Regions from separate parts of the Anser cygnoides genome. Here region 1 is linked to region 2. A link is a contact called in public Hi-C data. All regions are on one chromosome and are shown on one strand. Each heading gives the region's core, a stretch centred on a gene start, on an enhancer-like site or on the middle of the called end of the contact. The rest is flanking DNA. Distances are from core to core; before and after follow the strand shown. Region 1 overlaps ATOSB (atos homolog B). Region 2 holds the start of VCP (valosin containing protein).

Evidence for each region. Hi-C and Micro-C count contacts between places; a contact is called where the count stands out from the background.
Region 1: a Hi-C map of blood shows a contact between it and region 2, with 4 times the contacts expected there. The contact joins the enhancer-like site here to the promoter of VCP in region 2. A contact is called at or near these places in 2 of 7 Hi-C or Micro-C datasets (blood and liver).

Annotation. Positions count from the first base shown.
Region 1 is chrZ:63,922,626-63,927,053 of Taihu_goose_T2T_genome, reverse strand. The region is part of intron 2 of ATOSB (atos homolog B); the gene reads left to right. Among named protein-coding and RNA genes, the nearest start is that of ATOSB, 17 kb to the left of the region's middle. Within about 2 kb of position 2,998, at least 3 of the 3 cell types and tissues checked have open chromatin away from gene starts, as enhancers often do. A contact at or near this core is called in liver, where this site is marked.
Region 2 is chrZ:63,871,485-63,876,017 of Taihu_goose_T2T_genome, reverse strand. VCP (valosin containing protein) reads left to right here and starts at 2,841. Exons shown (of 17, transcript XM_066988708.1): 1 at 2,841-2,999. The coding sequence starts at 2,983. FANCG (FA complementation group G) reads left to right here. Exons shown (of 13, transcript XM_048053955.2): 10 at 1-8; 11 at 551-688; 12 at 1,067-1,199; 13 at 1,428-1,709. The coding sequence ends at 1,545.

The sequences.
Region 1 (4,428 bases), core at 1,749-4,248, 51 kb before region 2:
AGGGAAGGACCCAGCAGCACATCGGGGTGTCTGGGTACCCCGATCAGGGTGGAAACACACAGCTGAAATGATCAGGGCAAAAATAGCAGGAGCTTCTGTCTGAAGGAGTGGGGGTTAAATGCAGGGGGACAGTCCTGCTGGGAAGGATCCTGGTGTAAAGTTAATTGGAACAAAGGAGGAAGAAGGAGCCCTTGTCTGCTGGAAGGAGACCAGCTTTCGATCCATGGGGAAGTGGTGAGGCTGTCTGGGCTGAACAGACCACACTGGGGCACACACGTATCTTGTAAGTGCTATCCAAGTGTGGGGCAAGGGGGCACTTGCAGCTGCCCCGCACATAGCAGCTGGATTTGTGGCATCACCCGTGCAGCCAGTGCTGGGGCTGCTCCCTCCTGCTCTGCGCCGGTGAGTGCTGCAGGGTGAGCAGAGGGTGCAAGGCAATGCCTGCGAGGGAGGCCCTCTCCAAAATGCAGAAGGGAGCCTGCAGGCATGTTTTGCTTTGTCAGAAGGCTTTTATATGCCTGCCCAGGCTAAAAGTGGATTTTTGCACGTGTAGTTCAGCAGGAAAGCCTAAGCCTGGTTGCTTTCCTATCCTGGCCTCCCTGCTTAGCGTCATCTGCGCTGGGTGCCCTGTGGGGCACAGCAGCAGAGGGACCAGCAGAAGAAGCAAGGGAAGGGATGGATGGCAGAAACCTCCACTTCCCTTCCCACAGCAAGGTGGGAAGAGAGCACAGCTTGTTTCCATCCCGAGCCTCGGCCGGTGCGAGCCAGCCCACCCAGGATGTGTACGGAGGGCTGCAGGATGTGCTGAGTCAACAAGAGCATCCCCTTGCACAGGGAGGTTTGGTCGGGGCTGCCAAGACAATAGGGGTTTGCAGCTTGCAGGAAGGGTGAGCGCCAGCTGCAAGCCACACGGTGGGCTTTCCAATTTTAGCAAACTCGGATTTGTGTTACTGACCAGAAAAGGAAGCTTTGTCCTTAAAACTTGCAGGCTGGGTTAGCAGGCGCTTGGCCATTCAACTCCATCCCTCGCCACGGGTACGCTCCCTAATCTAAGCTTTTATTTAAAGAAATTCCACATCTGGTCCTTACATTGGATCGGATGACCTTGGATGTGATTTTTGGAACAAAGGGCTGATGCTTCACTGGGCTCTGTCTAGGAGATGGAAAGTGGTCCCAGGGAATGCTCCATGAGTGCTGGGTGCCAGCTCCAGCTATTTCATCTCCCTGAGTCCCGGCAAGAGGAGATGCTGGGAGGGGAACCGGCTCTGTTACAGCCTCTGTCCTCATGCTGGCTACTCTGGCTGGGTCGCTGCAGCCACCAGCTAAGTTAGCAGCCTTGTGGCTCCTCTGTTTTTTTCAGTCACTGTGAAGGGAGATGTGGGGAGTACAGAGCCACTGTGGGAAGGGGAACCCAGAAATGAAAGGCTTGGTTTGGGGCTCCTGGAGATGGTAAATGTCCTCTGTTGACCTTGGTAGATGACTCATTGTCAGACTAGCAATCTGTGTGCCTGCCCTTGTTAACAGGAACCGTTTCAGCAGAAGCATCAACTTCACGTACTTCTCGCTGCTTAGCATCTGCATTCAGAAAGCCTGAACTTCTCCCTCTGTCGTTGCCCCAAATCCTCACTTCTCACGCTGCCCTGACGTCACCTGAGCAGCAGAACCATGCCACTGACTTAAAGGTGGGTGAATAAATCTCTCTGCTGACAGTTCCCAGCTTGCTGCCCTGATGTGCACTGTTTCAAGGCAGTAAGGTCACTGTCACTGTACTTTGAAGGGATGCTCTGTCACTCTTTAGCCACGTGGGCTGCATAAGGGGGGGCACAAGAGAGTTAAAAGGGATCCCTTGGCGTGGGAGGGATGTCAAAACTGAGAGCAGCGTGGCTGCTTCCCCTCTGATCCTCTCCCCAGCCTGGCTGAAGGGTGCTGTGGTGTTACACCTCTGTTACTCACAAATGGGGCGCCATCAGGACACTGTTACCATCAGTCTCAGATCGAAGCAGTGCCCCTGCATGTAGGGCACGTTCTTGTTTAAAAGCTCGTGTAGGTTTTCTGTGCTCTCCTAGCCTCCCCAGGGCTTATCAGGAAGCCCTTCTTTTCAGAGCCTGCTTTCAGCACATGCGTTTAAATTGCTGGGCCTGTCCTGCTGGTGGCTGCTGGTTTGTTCAGGTGCTTACCCGGTGCTGTGACCTTGGTGGCACCGTGACCGCGGTGTTGGCTGTGCCTTTGGCCGTGCTGATAGCACACGGTGAGCACTGCGCATCTCCCACACTGCTGCCCCTGGGGGCACCCTGGGGAGCAAAGCATCCTGATGGGAGCCTGCAGGAGAAGCCGTGGGGCTTGTCTTGGTTCTCTTTGCCCTGAGAAGGCAGATTTTCTCAGTGGGAGATGGATCCATGAGGCTGCAGCAGGGAGAGGCACGGCTCCGCAGCCCAGGCGTGTGCACGGATCCGTGTCTTCCCTGCGTGCCTGCTCTCTCTCGCACGCTCCTTGATGGATGTGCTCTGCTCTGCAGAGCTGCTCCCCAGCAGGAGCAGTGATGGGCGATCTGCCTTTTGTCACCTCTGGCTGCTTCGGTCCCTTCCAGAGCCTGAGGTCAGCCAAGGAAGCTCTCCGCCCCGCAGAGCCAAACTGGGAAGAGGTGCAGCACGGGAGCACACACATCGGGCTGTGCCCAAGGCAGGTCCGCCGGGTGTCCCTCCAGCAGCCAGAGGTGGGGTCAGGCTGCCAGAGGGCTGATAAAACCACCAGGTTTTCCTGGAAGGCAGCCTCGGAGCCCGGAGGAAACCCACCCCCAGCCTCCTCGCTCCTTATCTCGGCCGTGCTCGCGCATGGCAGCGCTCCCACTCCTGGCTGGCCCCGCCACCCCAACGTGGCCTCGAGCCAGCGCTGCGGGAGGAGGGGGGTTTGGCACCGCTTCCCCTGCCCTGTTTGCTGCCTCACGGAGCTTGTGGCATTGCCCTGACGCCCGCAGCCGGCTGTGGTAAAATGGGTGAGTCAGGCAGGAGGAGGGGGTGAGTCAGAGGGGAGTGAGTCAGCGGGAAGCAGAAGGCAGGTGCTGTCCCAGGGCTGTCGGGGAGCCCAAAGGTCTGGCAGCCCGTGCCAGGTACCCCCAGGAGCTGGGGGAGCCTCAGGGCTCTGGAAGCAGAGCGGTGGAGGCGGGGGAGGATTCAGCTCGGCCGTGTGCTGCACTGGGCCTGGGTGAGCACTGCACCGGGTCCCTGCTCATGTCTCACTGCCAGTACGTGTCCGTGTCCTTGGAGGCACTGCCAGAAGGACCGGAGACGAGCACTGCAGGGGAGCAAGGCGATGTCAGGGCATCCCAGCCTCTGGTGAGCAGGGTGAATCCTTGTCCTGGGAGGCAGTGGGGCGTGCAGCTGCCTTGGGCAACCTGAGCAGGTCTCTGTCCTGGCCGGATCCTGCCCAGTAACCTTCCCCTCCACACTAAGAGAACGGGAGAGGCAGGATGGAAAAAGGAACGGTCCCTGCTGGGGCAGAGAGGGCTAAGAAGTAGGTCTGTGCTAAGCCAGGGGGAAGAGCCGGGCTGGGGAGGATGCTGTGCAGATCTGGGCCACAGCTGCAGAAATCCCCTGCGGGATCTGTGCCCCTCTGGCACTGCTGCAGACCCTGGGGGGTGTCCTCGGGGGGTCGTGGATGGCTGCTCACCTTCTCCAGCTCTGGGCTGTTTAATTTCTATTTAGCCCAGCTGGTCTCTGCTGAGTTTGACTCCTGGTGGTCCTGCTCGTCACGGCTGAGGGCAGGTTCCCCATTGGAACGATGGAAGTAGGGCCAGCAGTGAAAGCAAATCACTGTGTATTTAGGGCTAAGCTTCCTGGAGCAGGCATTTGGGATTCCCACCTAGGTATTTTGCAGCAGGTGCTGAAATAGGTACTCGGTATCTCTGACAACCAGAGACACGGATCAAATATTTGAAGGGAAAATACCCCCCGCTGGTCTGTGTTTGGGGGAGCCTCTTGTTTCAACATCCCTAAGGTCTTACAGGCTTGCAGCTGGCTCCAGGTACCTCCTGTCCTGCCTGGTTTTACCCTTGGCTGGGAGGGATGGAGATCAACAGGCGCCAGCATCCTCCAGAGACACCCAGGAGCCCTGGCCCTGTGTCGTGTCCATCACCTGCTGAGCCTGCTGGAGGTGAGGAGGGGAAGGGAAGGGCAGGCAGGCTGCTGAGTTGTGCCTGCTTGCAGGAGGCTCCATCTGGGGCAGGAGGTGGTGGTGTGCCTCCCTGCCACGGGTGACAGCTCCCTCCTGCTGGCCAGCTTCTCAGCCCCTTGAGCTCAGTCTCTGCAGATTAACCTTTTGCCCCATTCCTCCTGCAGGGCTTCCTCCTGCCTGGGAGGTTTTGGGCTCCAGGCAGGTTGGGGTGAGCGAAGATGAGGCCGTGGAGGTGATGAGGGGCTGGAGGACAGGAGA
Region 2 (4,533 bases), core at 1,592-4,091:
ACCGACAGGTGAGGCTGTCCGCAGCTGTGTGCTTGGCAGTGGTGGGTAAAGGAGCGGGGCTGCGGTCCCACTGCCACCTCTGGCAGGAGGCACTTGGCCCTGTGTGGTGAGCTCCACGCCACGCTGGGCCTCTGAAGGGACGGGCTGGCTGGGTTGGGGTAGGGTTTGCCCTCAGCTCTGCCTCCTTCCCTGTTAGGTGACATTGTTTGTCACCTGGAAAGCTTCTCGATATGGGATTCAAGGGGATAGATTCGCACCAGTTTTTGCGAATAAGCAGCCAAAGGCCAGGCTGCTGCCTGCCGAGGTTGCTGTTGAGCTGTAGGCATGTAATGTACTGAGCTCTCACTGCTTTTTGCTCGTTCCCTCTGCTGCCTCCTTGCCTCTCCCAGCCTGGCAGCCTGAAGCCGAGCTCTGCCATGGGATATTCTTGGAGCTAGCAGACAAACAGGCCCAAGTAGACATGTGGCCTGTTTTACCACTACCCTGGGACGTGGGGGCAGTGTCTGGAGGGTGCTGTCTGCAGGTGTGTGCATTCTTCTTTCCGTGACAGGGAATCTCCTGGCAGAAGTGGAGGTTCTCCAGAAGATCAGGTTGCTTTCCCTCATTGGGCGAGGTACGCAGTTCCTGGAGCTGGGGAAGCACAAGGAGGCCTTGCTGGATTTCCAGTACGGCTTGCAGGTCTCGCCAGGTGAGAGGCTTTTTTTGGGGAGGCATAGCATGTGCTGCTTGCAGGGGTGACCCATGGGCACCCGGACCAGCCCCTTCTGCTCAGTGCTCCAGCGGTGCTGAAAAACCGTAGGGATGTGAGCTTCAGCGGCGTCTGCCACGTCTGCTGCTCCCAGCCCTGACCGAGGTTCCCTCCCGGAGCCTCGCACTGGGGCTGCAGACCTGCTTGCAGAGAGAACCCCAGCCCAAGCAGAGGAGTGGCAGGCTGTACTGCAGGGCTGACATCATCTGCCTTGGCTTCTGTCCTGGCTGCCAGCCCAGGGGCTGATTAGAGCCTGTGATGCATCTGGGAAAGTCCTCCCCCATTACACCACCTCTCCTCCTCTGACGTGTCTTGCAGGTGACCCAGCTGCTGCCTCTTATCTGGTGCAAGCCCTGTGGAAGCTGAACCGAAAGCAGGAGGCTGCTGCTCACTGGCAGAAGCACTTGGAGAGGCCCACGGGGGAAGATGGGCAGCAGGAAGGGCAGGGAAGGTGCGTTGTGGGGCATTTGGGATGTCAAACAGCTGCAGATGAGAGCTCCAGCAGTGCAGCCTGTGCTTTAAACTGGGGGCGGTTTATCTCAGTGCACCTGCTGGCCTTCAGCTGCAGCTTGAATGTGTCAGGGGAGCTCCCCCCTTGTCTTCCTCAGGAGGGGTGAATTTCCTAGTAGGAACAGGGGAATACCACAGACCTTGTTGCTGCAACACCCTTCTTTTTCAGGCCCTTCCCCTTGTACCTGGTTTCATGTGTGAAGCAGGCAGCCTTCCCGCAGAGGGAATCTCTTGCTAGAAGCATACAGGATTACCTCAGGACCATGAGCCAGGATCCCTTTAGCTAACCCAGCCAGTGTCCTCATCACATGCCCTGGAGCCTCCCTGCACCAGGATGACATTGGGACTCTTTCAGGACTCAAAACTGCTCTTGGGTGAAGCTGGATTTCCCAAAAGACAGAAACAGAACAGATTCCCTTTTCTAATAAAAGCCTCAGATCTATTCAATTTATGTAAGTCTTTTTTTTTTCCTGTGCCCTCTCCTCTGGCAATTCAGAGTGAACATTTGCAATGAAGATCATGGGCTTGCTGCTGCCGTGGGCTATGCCCCGGGAGATCGGGGTGGAGATACCCTTGTTCCTTTGAAGCTGGCATCAGCTCATCACCATCACTCCCCGCTCCAGGGACATTTTGGGCTCGGGAAGGTTCCCTACCCGTGCTGTCCCAGCGTTGGGTGAGCCTTGTCTTCCACAAGCCTAAAGAAAGGGTTGAAAACAACTCTTCAGTGTCCAACACGACGAGGCCCTGACTGTATCACCTCGCTAACTAGGTCGGTGCTGATGAGGCAAGAATTTGGCCTTGACCCAAATAGGCCGCAGGGTGAAACTGCGCTCCTGGAAGAGGTTAAATTCAGTGGGGTCCTACTCCTCTGCGCTCAGAGCGGGGAGTCTGGTGGCAGACAGGCCCTGTGGTTGCTCTGCTTCACTCCCCCCTTACTTCAGCCCTAAAAACAAAGGAGGGCAGGGCAGAATTAAGTACAAGAGCACAGGTAATTAATTTATTTATTAATTTATTCATAAGCACCTACAGGAAAACAAGGGAGTGGCTGGCCGGGAGCAAGCGTCAGCAGTGCCTGGTGTTCTCTGAGGTAACTGGAGGGAGTTCACCATCCACAGAGCCCCCCAAAAAAGAAAAAACCTTAAAACAGGGGAAACTTCCCAAAACTTGCCCTGGTGCCAGGCGGAGGGCTGCGGCCATGCTGAGCCCGGGTGCGCTCAGCGCACCAGTGCCTATGCCCGAGCTGTCAGTCACCCGCCTCCCGCGCCTCCTATTGGTCGCTGGCGCGGCGGGCCTTCCCCCTCCATTTTCCTATTTTTGCCATTGGCTGCCCGGCTCGCGTTGCCAGGTAGATCAGCCATGACAGTGGAGGCACTACGATTGGCTGTCGGCCGTCGCGCTTGGCTCGCGCCGATTGGGAGGGGAAAAAGGAGAGGGGCGGGGCAGAGAAGGAGAGCTCCCTTTTTTTTTTCCCCTCTCCTTTTTCCCATTGGCTGAGCCTCCGCCGGTCGGAATTTCCGATTGGCCAGCGCGCGCTGTTGCTAGGCAGGCGAGGCGGCGCGGGGCGGAGCTCCCCCTTCCGATGAGTCGGCTCTGAGGCCGAGGCAGCGCCGAGCACCCCGAGAGCCGCCGCCTGCCGCCGCCCGCCCGCCCGCCGCCCGCCCCGGCAGCCTCCTTCCTCCGCCGCCCCGCTCCGAGGAGCCCCTCGGCCCTTCCCCCTCAGCGCCATGGCCTCGGGATCCGAGTAAGTGCGGGCCGCGGCCTAGCCATGAGGCGCGAGGCCCGGCCTCCGCCTTCCTCCCCCCCCCCTTCCTCCTCCTCCTTCCCCTCAGAGGCTCGGCGATGGCGCCGTGCCCGGCCGGAGGGGCCCGGCGGCGGGGCCCCCGCTGCCCGATCCCGCTGTGTCATGCAGGCCCCGGGGAGGCGGGGCTGGGCGGGTGGGGAGGGGCCGCTCCCCGAGCGCGCTCCCGGCCGTGCGCGCTCCCGGCCAGGGCGCGTGCCCGCAGGGGGCCCCCGTGCGCGCCTCCCAACCCCTCTCCCCCCCCCCAGCGTCGAGTCACTGACGGGGGGTGAGGGCAGGCGAGGCCGGGGCCTCCCTCACGATGCCTCCCCCCAGCCCCGAGGCCTCCCCGCCTCGACCCGGCCCGGCCCCGGCCCGGTTTTTGCCCCCCCCACCCCGGCCCGGCGCTGTGGAGGCGGACATGTTGTGGTCGAGTCCCCCCCCCGTGCTGTGGCGGTTCCTGCCCCCTCGGCCTGGCCTCGCTTCCAGGCCCCGGATCGGCTTTCAGGCTCCTCAGCACGGAGCCGAGCGGCGGTGTTCAGCCCGCTGCCGTCCCACGTGCGTTGGGCGCCGAGGGGTGTTAAAAATAGCACTGAAGAGAATTTCCCAAATCCAGGAACGCCTCGGTGACCTGCTCGCCCTCCCGGAGGCACTCCTCGTCCCCTTAGTGCCCGGTGTTTTCGTTGTCCTTTTCCTTTGCAACTCCCGGAATTCAGACCCGCTTGGTCCTACCAAGGTGTGCCGGGAATCCGGTGACCGTAGCAGAGCTAGAAGCAATAGGCCAAAAGCCCCATTTTGCAGCTGGCTGAGGTGAACACTGCCTTTAAAAGAAACGTACACTTTCACAAAGTTATCACCACCGCGTAGGAATCAGCAGAAGTTACTCTGCAACAAGAGTTGCATCTTGGCTGCAATTTTGGGCTCAGTGCTGTTGGCAACCATCTTGCTGAGCTGAGCTTCAGCACCGCAAGAGCCACCAGAGCGTGGTTTCTGAAGAGGTTCTCGTTTTCATGTGCCTACCAGCCTGGCATAGCATTTGAGAACTTGGCATCTCAGGCACGGGGATGAACTCACTGGTTGGTTGCCCTGTATGTGGCTGCAGTCACCAGGAGCATCAGTCGTTTGCTTTAATGGATAAAATGCGTTATGGATTTATAATGCCGACCTGGGGAAGGCAGTTCAGTCCATAACATGAATGTTGAGGGTCAGGATCGTAAGAAACTACTTCCAGGTTTGTCTCAAAAGAGGGTTCATGAGGACATTGATTTAAAAGGCCCACCAGCCTCCAGAAGGCGTGATTGTTTTCACTTTCATTGCTGAAGCTGGAATCGTTTTGAGTCAGGGACTTTTCCACTATATATTTACCGCAGACTTGCAGGAACATCTTAGTTCCCTAGTTCATGGGGATTTTTGGAGATTAGTGCTTGTTTTCAGAAAAATTGCTTGTCAGTAATTATCTTCTGCTCTCTCTTCTTATAGTCTGCCCTAACGCTTAGCC